Linked DNA regions of Mus musculus: all the other regions are linked to region 2. The links are chromatin contacts, called in public HiChIP or PLAC-seq maps. All regions are on one chromosome and are shown on one strand. The core of a region is the stretch at or near the end of the contact, and the rest is flanking DNA. Distances in the headings are between cores, read along the strand shown. Region 1 overlaps Trdmt1 (tRNA aspartic acid methyltransferase 1). Region 2 overlaps Cubn (cubilin (intrinsic factor-cobalamin receptor)). Region 3 overlaps Cubn (cubilin (intrinsic factor-cobalamin receptor)). Region 4 holds the start of Vim (vimentin).

Region 1 (3,609 bases), core at 831-3,330, 75 kb after region 2:
ATGCCTCTGGAAGAACTTCCCTTTCTGGGCATGATGCACGCCATTTTATCCTCTATGTTCTCATGGTACTCCCAGAGTTCTTACAGTACCAAATGTCACAATTTATATAATACTAATTTATGAGTCATCCCTTTCAACTGTAAACTCTGAACATTAGCAATGACAGCATCAAACACATTGCATGGCATACAAGCACAATAAACCCTCAAAAAGATAAGCTTCCTGAAGTTCAAAGATGTTAAAAAGTAACACAAGAATATTTTCTTGAATCAAAATATTTATCATATAACACTCCAGTTAGTCATATTAATACAAAGTATATAAATGATTAATAAATAATGGCTCTGACATTGTTTAACTGTACAGTCATGAGAAAGTTAACCTATCTATGCCTCAGTTTCTCACTTTCAAAATAATAATAACAATAAGACCCTATTACTATAGCCTCTTAAAATAATTTATACTATTAAATAGTGAAAATGATCTAGGTTTAATTTAAGACACAGTTCTTGTTAAAAATATTAAATTTGAAATGAGAAATTATAATGTGACTATGAAAAATCTGAATTATAATATTAATTTTGAGAAATACACAAATTGTAAATGTATGCTAAAATTTTTCACAAATTACTTACATATAAAATATTTCTTAAGGGAATTCTGTTTCACTGATCAGAATTAGCTATGAATTCAAGAGGTGAAAAATTTAAAGTGAGTAACATAATCTGAAAGAAAATAAATGTACCTTAGATATACCTATAACATAGCATTACGTATTTACTGTTGATCAAATTATTTTGCTATTCTGACTGTAACTGCGGATTCCTATGCTCGATGATGAATTATCAATATCTAAAATGAAGGGATATATTTACAGAGCATTTTAAAGCTTTGAAAGTGCAGAAGATGGCCTAGTCAACCATCAATGGGAGAAGAGGCCCTTGGTCTTGGGAAGATTCTATGCCCCAGTACAAGGGAATGCCAGGGCCAGGAAGCAGGAGTAGGTGGGTTGGGGAGCAGGGTGGGGGGAGGGGATAGGGAGCTTTGGGGATAGCATTTGAAATGTAAATGAAGAAAATATCTAATAAAAAAATTGTAAAAACAAAAAGTGCAGCTTAAGCTTTTAAAGTTCTTTGATTTTCCCTTCTCCTTTCTTTCCTCTTTTTATCTCCCTTTTGGTGAGGGTGAGATATGTGTCATAATTTAAACCCAGGGCCTCAACGCATGCTGGGCAAGAATTTACTTAGCTGTATTTTCAGCCCATATACTCTTCCCAAAGAGAAAAACACTTATTACACATACCTTGTGAATGGCTGGCATGGAGGGCTCATTAAAATCATATTGAAAGATAGCTTGTCAAAGTCTTCCAGTGAAATACCCTAAGAAAGAAACATTTGAAAGAAAAAACAGACAGAATGAAGAGAAGACTAGACAGAACTAAAGCCATCAGAGATCACAGTTTCCATACCACAGCACAGCTTTACAACGCAGCTTCAGTTACACTAGCCTCCGTCCAAAGCAACTTTGTGAAGAAGCTGTGCGGCTGTGCGGAGGCACAGTGACTTCGTCCACAGCACTAATTCCTCTGTGAAGACTCAGGTGTAATGCTGTCGTTTTTGGACTCGACCATGTAGAACTTATTTTGTAATCAACTATATTGGGAAAGGTCTGGGGATCTTTAAGTGCCCATCTATTAATATGCTTCTCTGTTCAGTGAGTGTGTAGTGATGAGTAGCTGCACTCTTGTCTAGTGCTCTCTGCTGATTTACTAGCAAATCAAAAGGCCTCATGTTCAGATACCAGCAAGTAGTTTATTGTTTTGTCCTTAGCACAAGGAACTTCAAATGATTATACACAGGAGTAATTAAAATAACACCTAACTTGTTCCTTTTACACATGCATATAAAACGCATATATGTGTACACAGATCAGAAGATAAACAATGAGAACACATGTCAGGGATTTGCCAATACTCCTTAAGCAGTCTTGGCCAGAAATGTAGAAAGAATAGACCAGCATAGCAACCTCTATAATTTTTATGACAAATCTCTAACAAGTTTGTGTAAATTGGTAAAGCAGGAAATTTCTGAAGAGTGAGTTGACCTGGGAATGAGTCAGCTGTCTCTGTTAAGTTAGTGACATACACAAGGGCAGAAAATAACATGGATCTTGAGGAAGTACTCATTTTTTCTAATTTTATTACAAGAGATTAAAATGTTCAGAAAAAGTCAGGCAGTGGTGGCACACGCCTTTAATCCCAGCACTCAGGAGGCAGAGGCAGGCAGATTTCTGAGTTCGAGAGCAGCCTGGTCTACAGAGTGAGTTTCAGCACAGCCAGGGCTACACAGAGAAACCCTGTCTTGAAAAACCAAAAAAAAAAAAAAAAAAAAAAAAAAAAAAAAAAAAAAGGGGGGTGGGGGCAGAGGGGGCTGTAGAGATGGCTCAACAGTTAACAGCACTGACTGCTCTTCCAGAGGTCCTGAATTCAATTCCCAGCAACCACATGGTGGCTCACAGTCATCTCTAATGGGATCCGATGCCCTCTTCTGGTGTGTGTCTGAAGACAGCTGCAATGTACTCATATAAATAATAAATAAATCTTTAAAAGGACAGATGGATCCTGCTGCAATGATAATGAAATGTGTTCAGAAAAAGACACCAAATTTTATGAATGCTTTCAGATGTAGTGTTCCTCTTTCCAAAACAGGTTCATTAAATAATAGCAATAAAATCTTTACTTGTAATACTAGTGCATTTCTGAAAGGAAGGCCACTTTAGTCACATTACAAGCATCCTTCAGATATGCTTCTGATCAATTTGCTCACGTTTTATTTATAGCTATGAAGCCTGTACTTACAAGACAATGGTTTTCCTATCTTGTAGCATAGAACTGACAAACAATGGAAACTTCCAGCTGGCTACTTCTATCCCATCCTTCCCTGTGAAAGTATTTTATACACTATATCTACAGCAATTTGATGTCCCCTGAGGACTATACCAGGTGGCATGCTAATCTCTTGTCTGAAGTCATTTATCAGTGTCAGCTGAGTCCCTTTCATCCTTTATCCACATTTTCCTTCATCATCTGTTCACTTTATAAGTACAATATGTTCCTTCATTCAGCAATTGTACCATTTACATGGCAGTCATTGTCGTATTCAACAATGAACAAGCTCAGTGAAGTGTCTGCTTGTGAAATCTATACACTAGTCACTAGTGATTTTCCTCTTGTTAGCTAGATAAATGAACTGAGTACTCTGATTTTATCTATAGCTTTTTGACTAAGGAGTTCCACCTATATGTGATGTTTCAGCTCAACCGCAGATGATAACAGACTTCTCTGGCAGGCTTTCTGGGAAAAGCTGCCTTTTTCAAGGCCACCCTGGTACACAGCCAGAATTGTATCAACGTGTCTGAAGGGAGCTGCAGTCAAGGTCTTGCTGCCTTGGACAATCATGCTCTTAGCACAGCTATCTTCCCGGTCTCAGAGTGTCCATTCATTCTAAATGAACCCATTTCTCCATCCAGAAATTTTGCCTATCAGAAGTCACCTGCTACTGCCTGCTAGAGCCGAGGGAAGAGACTGAAGGACAATCCTCCCCACAATAT
Region 2 (3,352 bases), core at 83-2,582:
TCTCATTTCTATTAGTCCATTAGAAGATGACAAGAAGGAAGAAAAACAGCCAGGCAGCATTGGAGCTAGGTGAAGTGGCCGGTCCCCTGGGTCCTGATTAATGAAGCTCAAGGACGTTAGCAAGGGAATGCAGCTGCCATCCAGATGTTATGAGAGAGGCTTTCAGGCCTCAAGGGCACTAGTCCTGGAAGGTACAATTGATTTTGGCTGTATTTCTCTTTGTGGAAGGAAACCTTATTAATTCTGAAAGCCTGTATTCTCTCTGGACCTCAGGCACAGCAGTACTTTAACCATCACATTTTAAAGAGAGATACTGGAATAAAATTTATCAACTGCTTGAACTGATCCCAAATTCACTTGTACTTAATGACTAAGCACTTGTAAATTTGTACTCTCACCCAAAAGAAATCTCTTTTCTTTGTGCTTGGAAGCTAGAATAGACTATCTCATACTTCGTAATTACTGACTGCTTTTATGTGAGAGGATTGAATATCTATTCTCTGTCATGTGACTTGCCATGCCTCCCGATGGAACATGAACACTTATCCTTCCCATTGACTATGGGCTTTGCCACAGCAATTGCTCAGCCTTGAGGAATGTGAGTAGCCGTGATGAACCTGTGTACATAGAGGCCTTGACTGTCAGTGGGTGACTCAAACATTCTTTGCTTTTCCTCTTGAGAAATCAGGAGTCTGGGTCCTACAAAGCCAAAGCCATATCAACAGAGCCTCAAGCAGAACAGATTCCAAAACAACATGTTGACAGGGGTAGGAAATAAACACACAAATGAACCATGAGGTGGATTTTGCTTGTTATCACTTTTGATTTGCCTGGGGAACATTATTAATTGCTTACCATAAAACAACCTAGAGAAAGATAACTAATATTGAAACCGGGTTTGTAGTAACCAAGTTTCCCTTCTTTTAAGAAGTCATGGATATCACACAATGGTCCCTTGCAGAGGGAGTACAGTAAATTCACCAATTTGGTGGTCACATTTGCAAAGGAACTACAGGTCCTGGTGCAAAACACCAGTGTTGTGTGAACGAGGCTCGGGTTTCTCCAGGATTTAGTTTGTTTCACTGTATAAGTGTGGGTGCTTGTGTTTGTACAGGTGCACATTTATGTTAGGGTACACACGTGTGTGAGGGGGCACACACATGTAGAAGCCAAGGGGCCCTTAGTGTGTCATCCTGAAAAAATGCCATCTGCCTCCTTTGAGACGAAGTTTCTAATTGGCCTGGAGCTCACAAACTGCGATAGTCTGGATGACCTTAGGGAGCCTCCTGTCCTAAATATCCCAGGCACTGGGATTACAAACATGTTCCTGCACATGGGTTAGGAATTAAACTCAGGCCCTCGTGCTTGCAAGGTTAGTTCCTTAGCAAGTGAGCACTGCTGACTGTCTCTCTAGGATTTATTTATTCATTTTGTAAATGCTGAGTATTACAAACCCAGAGCCCCAGGATATAACGAATAACTCAGGCTTATGAAGTATTGCAAATGGCATTTAGAGGTTGAACTAGCTCCTAAAGAAAAAGTACTCATTAAACCCTGAGTTCTTGTAAAGGAACTATTTCCTGTACAGATAGCTAAGATTAACTGGGCTGCAAAACACAGTTCACACGAAATTTTAAATGTGAACTGCAGAGCTGAGTGAGCAAGAGGCTTTGACATGTGGAATAGATCAGGTCTCAAAGCCTTGGCTTAATGCTCGCATGTGTCTTTCTGTGTGCTAACTACCCAGATTTGTTTTTACACTCCAGACTCTAAAATCCATTTAAGTATGAAATCTTAACTCAAAGCAAATCAAATATTCTGAGACAAGGAGGTTTGGACGATACCAGGGTGGAAAAGAGAGCCTGGCCGTATGGTAACGTTCAATGTATGAACTGTGAAGTCATACTCCCTGTGAATTGAATTGCAGGCTGACGGATAACACAATAGCAGAGAGACCTGATCTTAGACACTGTGTTAGGCTAATCGGGGCAAGAGAGGAAAGGACTGTAGCATCACCCCAAATGAGAGAATAGCATGCAGGGGATAGATGATGAGAGATAACAGGCAGTGTCTGAGTAATAATGATATTACTTGATTTTTAAATGAACTTTTTAAGATCAAGAAAATGTGATCTATTTTTTTTTCCAGAAGTATCTTCTCTCCTGATTACAAGCTCAGCATGCAATCCTCTCTCTTCTCCTTCCCATTCTCATCGTGGATGTGCTGTCGTGGCCACTCACTGGGGTGGGCACAATGCTAAGAGACTGATAATAACCTCAGGCTCTCAGAAGACACCCCAACCTCTTCATCTCTTTATCGTTATATATGGAGACAAGAGCTTAGCACTTCCCTTACTGGTTTCTTTCTGTCTTTGTGATTCTAGTCACATTAGTCTGGTTTTATGTTTGTTTGGATTTTATTTCTTTTGTTTTGGCTTTGGTTTATCCTATGTCTACCTTATTCAGCCTCTGGGACTGTGTTGGCCACTGTACCTGGCACCCTTGGTTTTTTGTTTGTTTGTTTGTTTGTTTGTTTGTTTGTTTTAATATTTCTGTTGCCAACTGCTCAACCATATACCCACTAAGTACTGTCCCCAGGGGAGCCATTTCCAACCAGTCATAATAGGATTCAAGTCAAGAGCTCTATACATTTCTTTCATAGTATATTTCTCACATGTATAATACATTTTTAATTTTTTATCATAAATATAAGATTATTTCCATGTCTGTGGGGAGTGGAGGAGGCCCGGGTGAGTAAAGTTCTGAGTGATTGTGTGGTGTTGATATGGAAGTGGCCATGCCAAGGACCTTAGCCTCAGACCCACGAGAAAATATCAAAGCTTTCCCCTGGGATGAGGCTCAAAGCCTTCCTATGCCCTGTGTGCAGATGTTGACAGTGTGGGGGGGAAACGTTCACCATCCCTTTCTCCCTGTGGACATCTATGGCCTGAAGACTCCTCTCCTATGGTGATTGCTCCTACTGAAGCCAGCTAAACCCGTCTCCTTGTTCATTTATATACAATAGTTCCATTTCCTTGTTTGTCTGTAAGTAGTATTCCAGCTTCTTGTTAAGCTGTATGCAAGAACCCTGCCTCTCCACCCAACTGAATATAATTAGTAAGCTAAGCTTCTGGGGTGCTGCAGGTTCTCCATCAGAGAGTACCATCCCAGCTCTTCTGTCTGTCTGTGTGTCTGCTTTCTTTCATTCTTTTTCCACCCTAGTCAGGGCTGTTTTCTGAAGTTGTGCAAGGATGCATCACATTTCTAAGAAGGAAGATCTTTCCCAGAAACACCTCTGTTTGGCTAGAAGGCATACCACACCAGTCTGTCACCCTCTCCTGTAATGCTTCTTT
Region 3 (3,320 bases), core at 569-3,068, 66 kb before region 2:
GCTGGAAATCTGCATGGGATTCGCCGATGGTGATCGAGAACACAACTGGGCTATTCTTGGAGAGTGAAAATCAAGACCTGTGTAGATCTAACAAGGATGCAAAAAAAAAAAAAAAAAAAAAGGACATTAGTTAAAAGATAAATCTAGACATATCAGCCCTGTTTTGAGCTCATTTTTGCAACCAATTCTTGGACTCTATTATGATTAGTAATTGTACTTAGCCTCCCTTGGTGGGATCAACTATAAACCTGAAATGAGTATTTATAGGCACTCCCTCTGCCTTAGGAACACACACTTTCAATCACTTACAAAATACCTATTTGCTTCATCTGATAGAAAACACCCAGACTACTCTAGGATCTTTTCTATCTTTTGCTTTCTTCTTTCTCATCAGTCTGGGGATTCTTGCTTTCTCTGGAGAGACATTGCATATAATATAGTATAAAGATTGATTTTTCTAAGTCTTGGAAGTCTCAGGTGAAAGCTGGTTTTGCTTTTGAATGTTGAGTTCACTAAAGGCTGTTGATTATCTAGTTATACTTTTAGGAAATCTCATCTATCCTGAAAATTGGATATTTTACAAGATTAGGAGTAAAACATAACAGGTATGTTTCTTCAGAGGAAATCAAAATACAACCTGCAAAAGTATATTCTGGAAATCACAGAAGTGACATGCATTCCCCATGTCTGCACTGAAGAGCATGGCCAGGATCTCCTATCTCCCATGTGGAAACCCTCCAAGTCTGTCTCACATGGCTGCAACCCTCATGGATACCTCGAAATTTGCCCAACTGTATAACTGACTGGGATCCCTCAACTCAGTGGTACATTCTATAGAAAGGGGTTTTCTTTCCTAAGCCCTATTCCAGCAGAGCTCACATGCTGAACACTTATCTTAAGTGTGCATGGACTAGGGGTGAAGGGAAGATAAGACTTAAAGAAACAAACACTGACACTCGTACTCCCATATCCAAGGTTTCATCAAAGTTGCTTTGTAGAAGGCAGAGCAGTTTGGATGAGAGTTTTCATGCATGTTTGTGTCTGAGTCCTTCACAGCACCCAGGGCCAAAGCCAGGCAGGAAGGCAGCTCTGGGTAATGTCTCAATGGGCAGCACCCCTTCACCTCTCACTGGGCCTCCCTCCTCCTGCTCCTCCCTTCCTTCCTCACTCTCAAGCCCTCAGCTGACTGATAGGGAATTCACTGGAGAGTTCCCTGGGGGAGACAGTGAGAACAAGAAACCTACTTTGGAGGAGAAGTACATGACTTGAATCTATAATGATTTCTTTGTCTGATTAATCCACCCTCCCTCCCCCACCCCCCACCCCCGCCCCAGCCCCCAGTAAAGCAAGAATTAAAGTAAGAAGAAACTGCTGTTTCCCAGAGGGCTGAACACAAGGCCAGTAACTGCAAAGGAATGAAGCCAGCAACTGCTCTGGGCTTATTTTCATTAGGAGATGATGTTTAGTGTTTGGGAGGCCCTGAAAAGGCCATAAAAAGCAGAGCTTCAGGAAGAGCCTCCTTTGGCCCCTTCGACATACGCCCTTTCCCCATGTCTATCTTTCCTTCTGGCCCAGGCTACAGTCTCCAGCAAATGCAGCCAGCAGCCTGTGCTCCTAATCAAGGGAGTGCAACCACCAGCACATATTTCCAGAGAGCACGGAGCTGGCACTAGATGCTGACAAAGAAACCTACAAGTTGGCAAAATAATGTTTGTTTTCCTTGTTCATCTATTCCCCAGCGGTCATATTCATACCAGCTAGGAGTTGGCTAGGACTAGGAGCCTCCAAAAGAATAAACACTGCCACTTTGGACATTCTTTGCTTCCCCTGGTACTGGGCTGAACTCACAAATGACCATTGCTGAGAGGCCCTGTCTATGCTAACTGCCCACACCAAGCAATTGTCTTGTTTGATTGTGCCAGGGAGGGGATTTCCTCTCCTGGATGTTGATCCAGGCTCTGCACAGAGCTTTCTTGGAGACTGAAAACAAAACCATCCTGGGATTTCCATAACCAAAACAACAAAATGGCATTTTTTGGTGCCCATAAATAAAACTGATCATTAGCGTATGGTCACAAGTGGGAAAGGATGGAAAGAATTTCAGGGTGTGATTCATTCCACTCCAGTGTGACTAAACCCTGAAAATGGCATGCTGATCAGAGATTAAAGTGTGTTTTTAGCAAATGCCCAGGGTGGGGAGTATTTCAAAGCCTGCAGTGTTAATCTGTTCTGAGCATTGCTTTCTGCTCTGTTGGCTCCATTTATTTTGAAGACCAAGTCAGCATAACAGGATTATGGCAGTTGCTTTATGCAACTGGCCACTTTCTGGACAGTAATTCTTTAGGGAAAGAAATGGCTCCTGGTAAAACTTAGGGGACCCCAGAAAGTCCAATGTCTAGTGATGGTAATTTTCATTTGGCTGTGCTTGACAGGATTAAAAAAATAAGTGTGGAGTTGAGAAAGTTAGCCGTTTTTCTGGATCATACACTCATCTGGGTAACAGATTTAGAAATCGACTGTCAATATATTGTCAGTGACTAAGAAAAAAAAAAGCAAAGGAATGAAAAACAAAACAACCACAAAAAATACAGCCTCCTTATGCTCATTTTAACACTAGGTCACTACAGAACTTTCCATCTATGGCAGAGATATGAAAAAGGAGTTACTCTTTATAGCCTTTGGGGTCTTGACATATTCCTTCAAACTATGTTCTTAATAGAACTTAGGAGCCCACAGAACTCCCAGCTTGTCCTAATACATGTAAACTTGAGCAGGTTGCCAACTCTTGTCACAGACATCTTTGCGCTGGCATAGGACCACCTACCCCTAACAGTGCTACTTGCTGGCCAGAGTCTCTGCTGCCCTAGGCTTCGGAGGCTGCTTATAGAGAACGACACATCTCTGCTTTCTCATGTAATGGGAATGACAAGACCCAAAGCACAATGAACCCATTTACATTTTGCCAAGTGGGCACCAATGACATGTACTTGGAAGATGAAAATAAAGGGCTTGGAACCTGGAACAGTGCACATTCCTAACAGAGATTCAGCGGCCAGCCTTTTGTAAGCGTTATGGGTTTTATGAAACCATGTAGTATCTTTGTTGGTAGTGGAACCTGTTCAGCATCTCACGGGTTAGTGTTGGTGGTCTTTCTTCAAGCTATGAGGGTGAATTTTGGAAGGTGCCTTGTTCTTTCCTAAACCCCATTCCTCCTGTAAGATGGAGGCATCACATAGTAGCAGGACTGTCACTGAGAAGGCACTGTCTCCTTGCAGAGGGAACTGGGGTGCTGAATATAATTCCTAGTGAGTATACCTATC
Region 4 (3,188 bases), core at 269-2,768, 120 kb after region 2:
CAAAGGGCCTAACTTCCCTTTCTTGAAAAGTCCTTTTCCCTTGGAGAACGGAGACCCCTTAGTCTTGCCTAGAAGCAAACGTGAAGCAATAGCCTTGAGCTGGTCATTTTCCCTTTGAAAAGGTGACAGTCGCTGCATCTCAACACTCTGAACCTTTTGTTTTGTGGACAGTTGTCGCCATTTCAAGTTAGATTTCATGATTTTTCTTTGTGGAAAATAGGATCTGTGGCGTTGCCCAGACAAGTCACTAGAATCTTCTCCCCTGCATCGCTGCTCTAAAATCTACAGAAATCTGTTTCTTCAGTTTATCACTTGAGCTACATAACTGCCTTTCTTCCGAACTCATTCACCGAATTGGATTTTTTAGCAAAACCCAATGGTTTCTTGTCCGACTTGCTTATCTTCTAATGCAGTCCACTTTCAGAAAGGCCGAGATCACTGGGCTTGCTTTTGAAATTACCAAAGTAGTTTCCTCTTTCACCCAGAACTTAGGGTGTGGTTTCATGCAGGAAAGAGAGAGAGAGAAAGAAAGAGAGAAAGGGGGAGGGAGGGAAGGAGGGAGGGAGGGAGCTTTTGTCGTCAGGGGTGGGGATGGGGGTAGGGGTGTGTGGATGTGTTTTGTGGCTCTCCCGGGTCTGCAAGAGTTTCTTTCTAAGGAGAACTCTCCACACTTCCCCAACAATCACAAGAACGGTTATTCTCAAAGTTGGTTTAAAACTTCGGACAATGAATGAGCTTAGCGCTCTTGGAGTCTGGAGTCAATCTCAACTAACGGTTTTCCTGAACCGCTAGACGATCTCACCCTCAGGGCTCCATGAGTCATATCCACTGACTCAGCGACCCCACCCCGTCCCCTGGGCTTTACTCCAGAGGCAGTGGCTCCTAATCCTCTCTAGTTGAACTGAGTCCGTTAGATCAGGGGATATGACCACGTCAAACAAGCCCTCTGCAAAGGTCTTGAGCCAGATATCTTGGGCTGTGTGCTTCTCCACCCCCAATCTCGGGCCCTCTTTGTTTCTCTCTCCCCGGCTTCCGATCTGCAGGACTGCTTTTGCAGGCTCTTCCTGCTCCTCCGCTCTCGGATCTCCCCACCCACCCAGTCCCAGAAGACCGCAGATCTGCGACTGCGACCACGCCCCTCCTACCAGCGCGCCTAGTCCCACGCCCCTTTGGCCCAGTGCCAGGGATCGCTTTACTCAACTTTCCAGAGCCCCCCTTCCTTCCCCCATGAATCCTTCCCGCGATCCCTTCTTTCTCAGCACCCAAGGGTGAGTAGAGAGTTCGGGTGATCACCAGGAAAGCCCCTGAAAGGCCTAGCACTTCCAATTAGTAACAGGACTGTGCTTGATACCCTACAGCCCTGGAGGAAGGCTCGAGGGGAGCTCCCTCCCCCACCCCCCTTCCTCACTTCTTTCCGGGTCCCCATTGGCTGGCTCGCTCGGCGGCTAGGATGGCAGTGGGAGGGGACCCTCTTTCCTAACAGTGTTATAAAAGCAGCGCCCTTGGCGTTGTCCAGTCCTCTGCCACTCTTGCTCCGGGACCCCAGAGACCCCAGCGCTCCTACGATTCACAGCCACCGCGCCCTCATTCCCTTGTTGCAGTTTTTCCAGCCGCAGCAAGCCAGCCCACCTTCGAAGCCATGTCTACCAGGTCTGTGTCCTCGTCCTCCTACCGCAGGATGTTCGGTGGCTCCGGCACATCGAGCCGGCCCAGCTCCAACCGGAGCTATGTGACCACGTCCACACGCACCTACAGTCTGGGCAGCGCACTGCGCCCCAGCACTAGCCGCAGCCTCTATTCCTCATCCCCCGGTGGCGCCTATGTGACCCGGTCCTCGGCAGTGCGCCTGCGGAGCAGCGTGCCGGGCGTGCGGCTGCTTCAAGACTCGGTGGACTTCTCGCTGGCCGACGCCATCAACACTGAGTTCAAGAACACCCGCACCAACGAGAAGGTAGAACTGCAGGAGCTGAATGACCGCTTTGCCAACTACATCGACAAGGTGCGCTTCCTCGAGCAGCAGAACAAAATCCTGCTGGCTGAGCTCGAGCAGCTCAAGGGCCAGGGCAAGTCGCGCCTGGGCGACCTGTACGAGGAGGAGATGCGGGAGCTGCGCCGGCAGGTGGATCAGCTCACCAACGACAAGGCCCGTGTCGAGGTGGAGCGGGACAACCTGGCCGAGGACATCATGCGGCTGCGAGAGAAGTAAGGCCTGACCTACGCGAGTGGTGGGGTGTGGGAGGGAGGGGAGTCCTGGGCCTTGCACTGGGGCTGCCACGCCCTTGGGGATGTGGCTGGGGTGGCGGTTGTCTGGAGGATAGCAGAGGAAGCGGGCCCCACCCTGAACCTAAACTTTGCAGTGAACATTTCTCTTTTCGCCTCACTCAAGCACTTCCATTGAACTTTTTAGAAAGTTTCTTAGGTCCTTCTTCTGGGCTTACAGTTACCAGACAGGAGGAAAGAATGGGTGTGAAGGGTTCCAGACAAAGAGATGGCAAAGGCATCTGGGATATTGGGACAGGGGATTGGCTGTAATTGTAAGGGAAGGGCAGTGATTGTCTTTTCCAGTGTGCCCCAACTCCAGCTAACACCTGCAGAGAGCTGCCACCTCGACAAGTTGCAGTAACTACTGTGGGTGGAGGTGTCACAGCAGCTCTGGACTCAAGGCTTGGCGGCATTTGTGGTTGGGTGTGGCCGCCCCGCCCCTGGCGGTTTTCCAGTTCCCCTTTGATTAATGTGCTGCTGCTTCAGATTGCAGGAGGAGATGCTCCAGAGAGAGGAAGCCGAAAGCACCCTGCAGTCATTCAGACAGGTTTGTAGACTTCTTTTTCACATGCAGCCAGCAGCCCAATGGAGCCAACCCGCGAGCGGTTCTAAAAGTTACTTCCCTTAGGTTTTAAAAGGTGCAGAACTTCACGTCTGCTTGTAAAGCCCCCTGGCGGCGGAAAGCGCACAGATTGAAAAACTCCACTATTTAGGGCAGTCTTTGGAACATGAAGGCTTTATTTTCTGCTTCGTTTCCAGATTTTTCTGATCCCCCACACCCCCGAAACATTTCTCCTTTCGTTTTTTGAAACATATCGACATTCGGATATTGAATGGTTACAATTTGATTACATTGTGGATTGTGAAGGTGAAATTGGCTAACTTTCACAAGGTCATAAAAACCACAGTTGCTTCCTCCAGTTGGA

What was found. HiChIP or PLAC-seq counts read pairs in DNA pulled down with a chosen protein or histone mark.
Region 1: an H3K27ac HiChIP or PLAC-seq map of embryonic fibroblasts shows a contact between it and region 2, with 19 read pairs. The contact joins two enhancer-like sites. A contact is called at or near these places in 1 of 15 datasets of contacts at CTCF or cohesin (the NIH/3T3 cell line), 6 of 484 Hi-C or Micro-C datasets (the C2C12 cell line, beige adipocytes, bone marrow-derived macrophages and 3 more), 4 of 115 datasets of contacts at active chromatin or transcription factors (embryonic fibroblasts, fibro-adipogenic progenitors, heart atrium and 1 more) and 2 of 9 other capture datasets (adipose tissue and liver).
Region 3: a contact with region 2 is called in an H3K27ac HiChIP or PLAC-seq map of heart atrium, with 7 read pairs. The contact joins two enhancer-like sites. A contact is called at or near these places in 1 of 15 datasets of contacts at CTCF or cohesin (the NIH/3T3 cell line), 9 of 484 Hi-C or Micro-C datasets (B cells, CD4 single positive thymocytes, CD8 T cells and 6 more), 3 of 115 datasets of contacts at active chromatin or transcription factors (epiblast stem cells, extraembryonic endoderm stem cells and heart atrium) and 3 of 9 other capture datasets (adipose tissue, liver and pancreatic islet).
Region 4: a contact with region 2 is called in an H3K27ac HiChIP or PLAC-seq map of heart atrium, with 10 read pairs. The contact joins the promoter of Vim here to the enhancer-like site in region 2. A contact is called at or near these places in 6 of 39 promoter capture datasets (the 3T3-L1 cell line, the C10 cell line, hematopoietic stem and progenitor cells and 2 more), 5 of 484 Hi-C or Micro-C datasets (the C2C12 cell line, embryonic fibroblasts and muscle stem cells), 12 of 115 datasets of contacts at active chromatin or transcription factors (bone marrow-derived macrophages, cardiomyocytes, craniofacial prominence and 8 more) and 3 of 9 other capture datasets (adipose tissue, liver and pancreatic islet).

The regions. Positions count from the first base shown.
Region 1 is chr2:13,524,316-13,527,924 of GRCm38.p6, forward strand. It overlaps Trdmt1 (tRNA aspartic acid methyltransferase 1), which reads right to left. Exons shown (of 11, transcript NM_010067.4): 3 at 1,303-1,379. Among named protein-coding and RNA genes, the nearest start is that of Trdmt1, 19 kb to the right of the region's middle. Within about 2 kb of position 2,081, at least 44 of the 459 cell types and tissues checked have an H3K27ac peak or open chromatin away from gene starts, as enhancers often do. A contact at or near this core is called in the NIH/3T3 cell line, embryonic fibroblasts and pancreatic cancer cells, where this site is marked.
Region 2 is chr2:13,450,514-13,453,865 of GRCm38.p6, forward strand. All of the region lies in intron 17 of Cubn (cubilin (intrinsic factor-cobalamin receptor)), which reads right to left. Among named protein-coding and RNA genes, the nearest start is that of Cubn, 40 kb to the right of the region's middle. Within about 2 kb of position 1,333, at least 86 of the 459 cell types and tissues checked have an H3K27ac peak or open chromatin away from gene starts, as enhancers often do. A contact at or near this core is called in the NIH/3T3 cell line, adipose tissue, embryonic fibroblasts and 5 more, where this site is marked.
Region 3 is chr2:13,383,958-13,387,277 of GRCm38.p6, forward strand. Cubn (cubilin (intrinsic factor-cobalamin receptor)) reads right to left here. Exons shown (of 67, transcript NM_001081084.2): 30 at 1-87. Among named protein-coding and RNA genes, the nearest start is that of Cubn, 110 kb to the right of the region's middle. Within about 2 kb of position 1,819, at least 157 of the 459 cell types and tissues checked have an H3K27ac peak or open chromatin away from gene starts, as enhancers often do. A contact at or near this core is called in the NIH/3T3 cell line, adipose tissue, embryonic fibroblasts and 2 more, where this site is marked.
Region 4 is chr2:13,572,793-13,575,980 of GRCm38.p6, forward strand. It overlaps Vim (vimentin), which reads left to right and starts at 1,519. Exons shown (of 9, transcript NM_011701.4): 1 at 1,519-2,202; 2 at 2,749-2,809. The coding sequence starts at 1,640.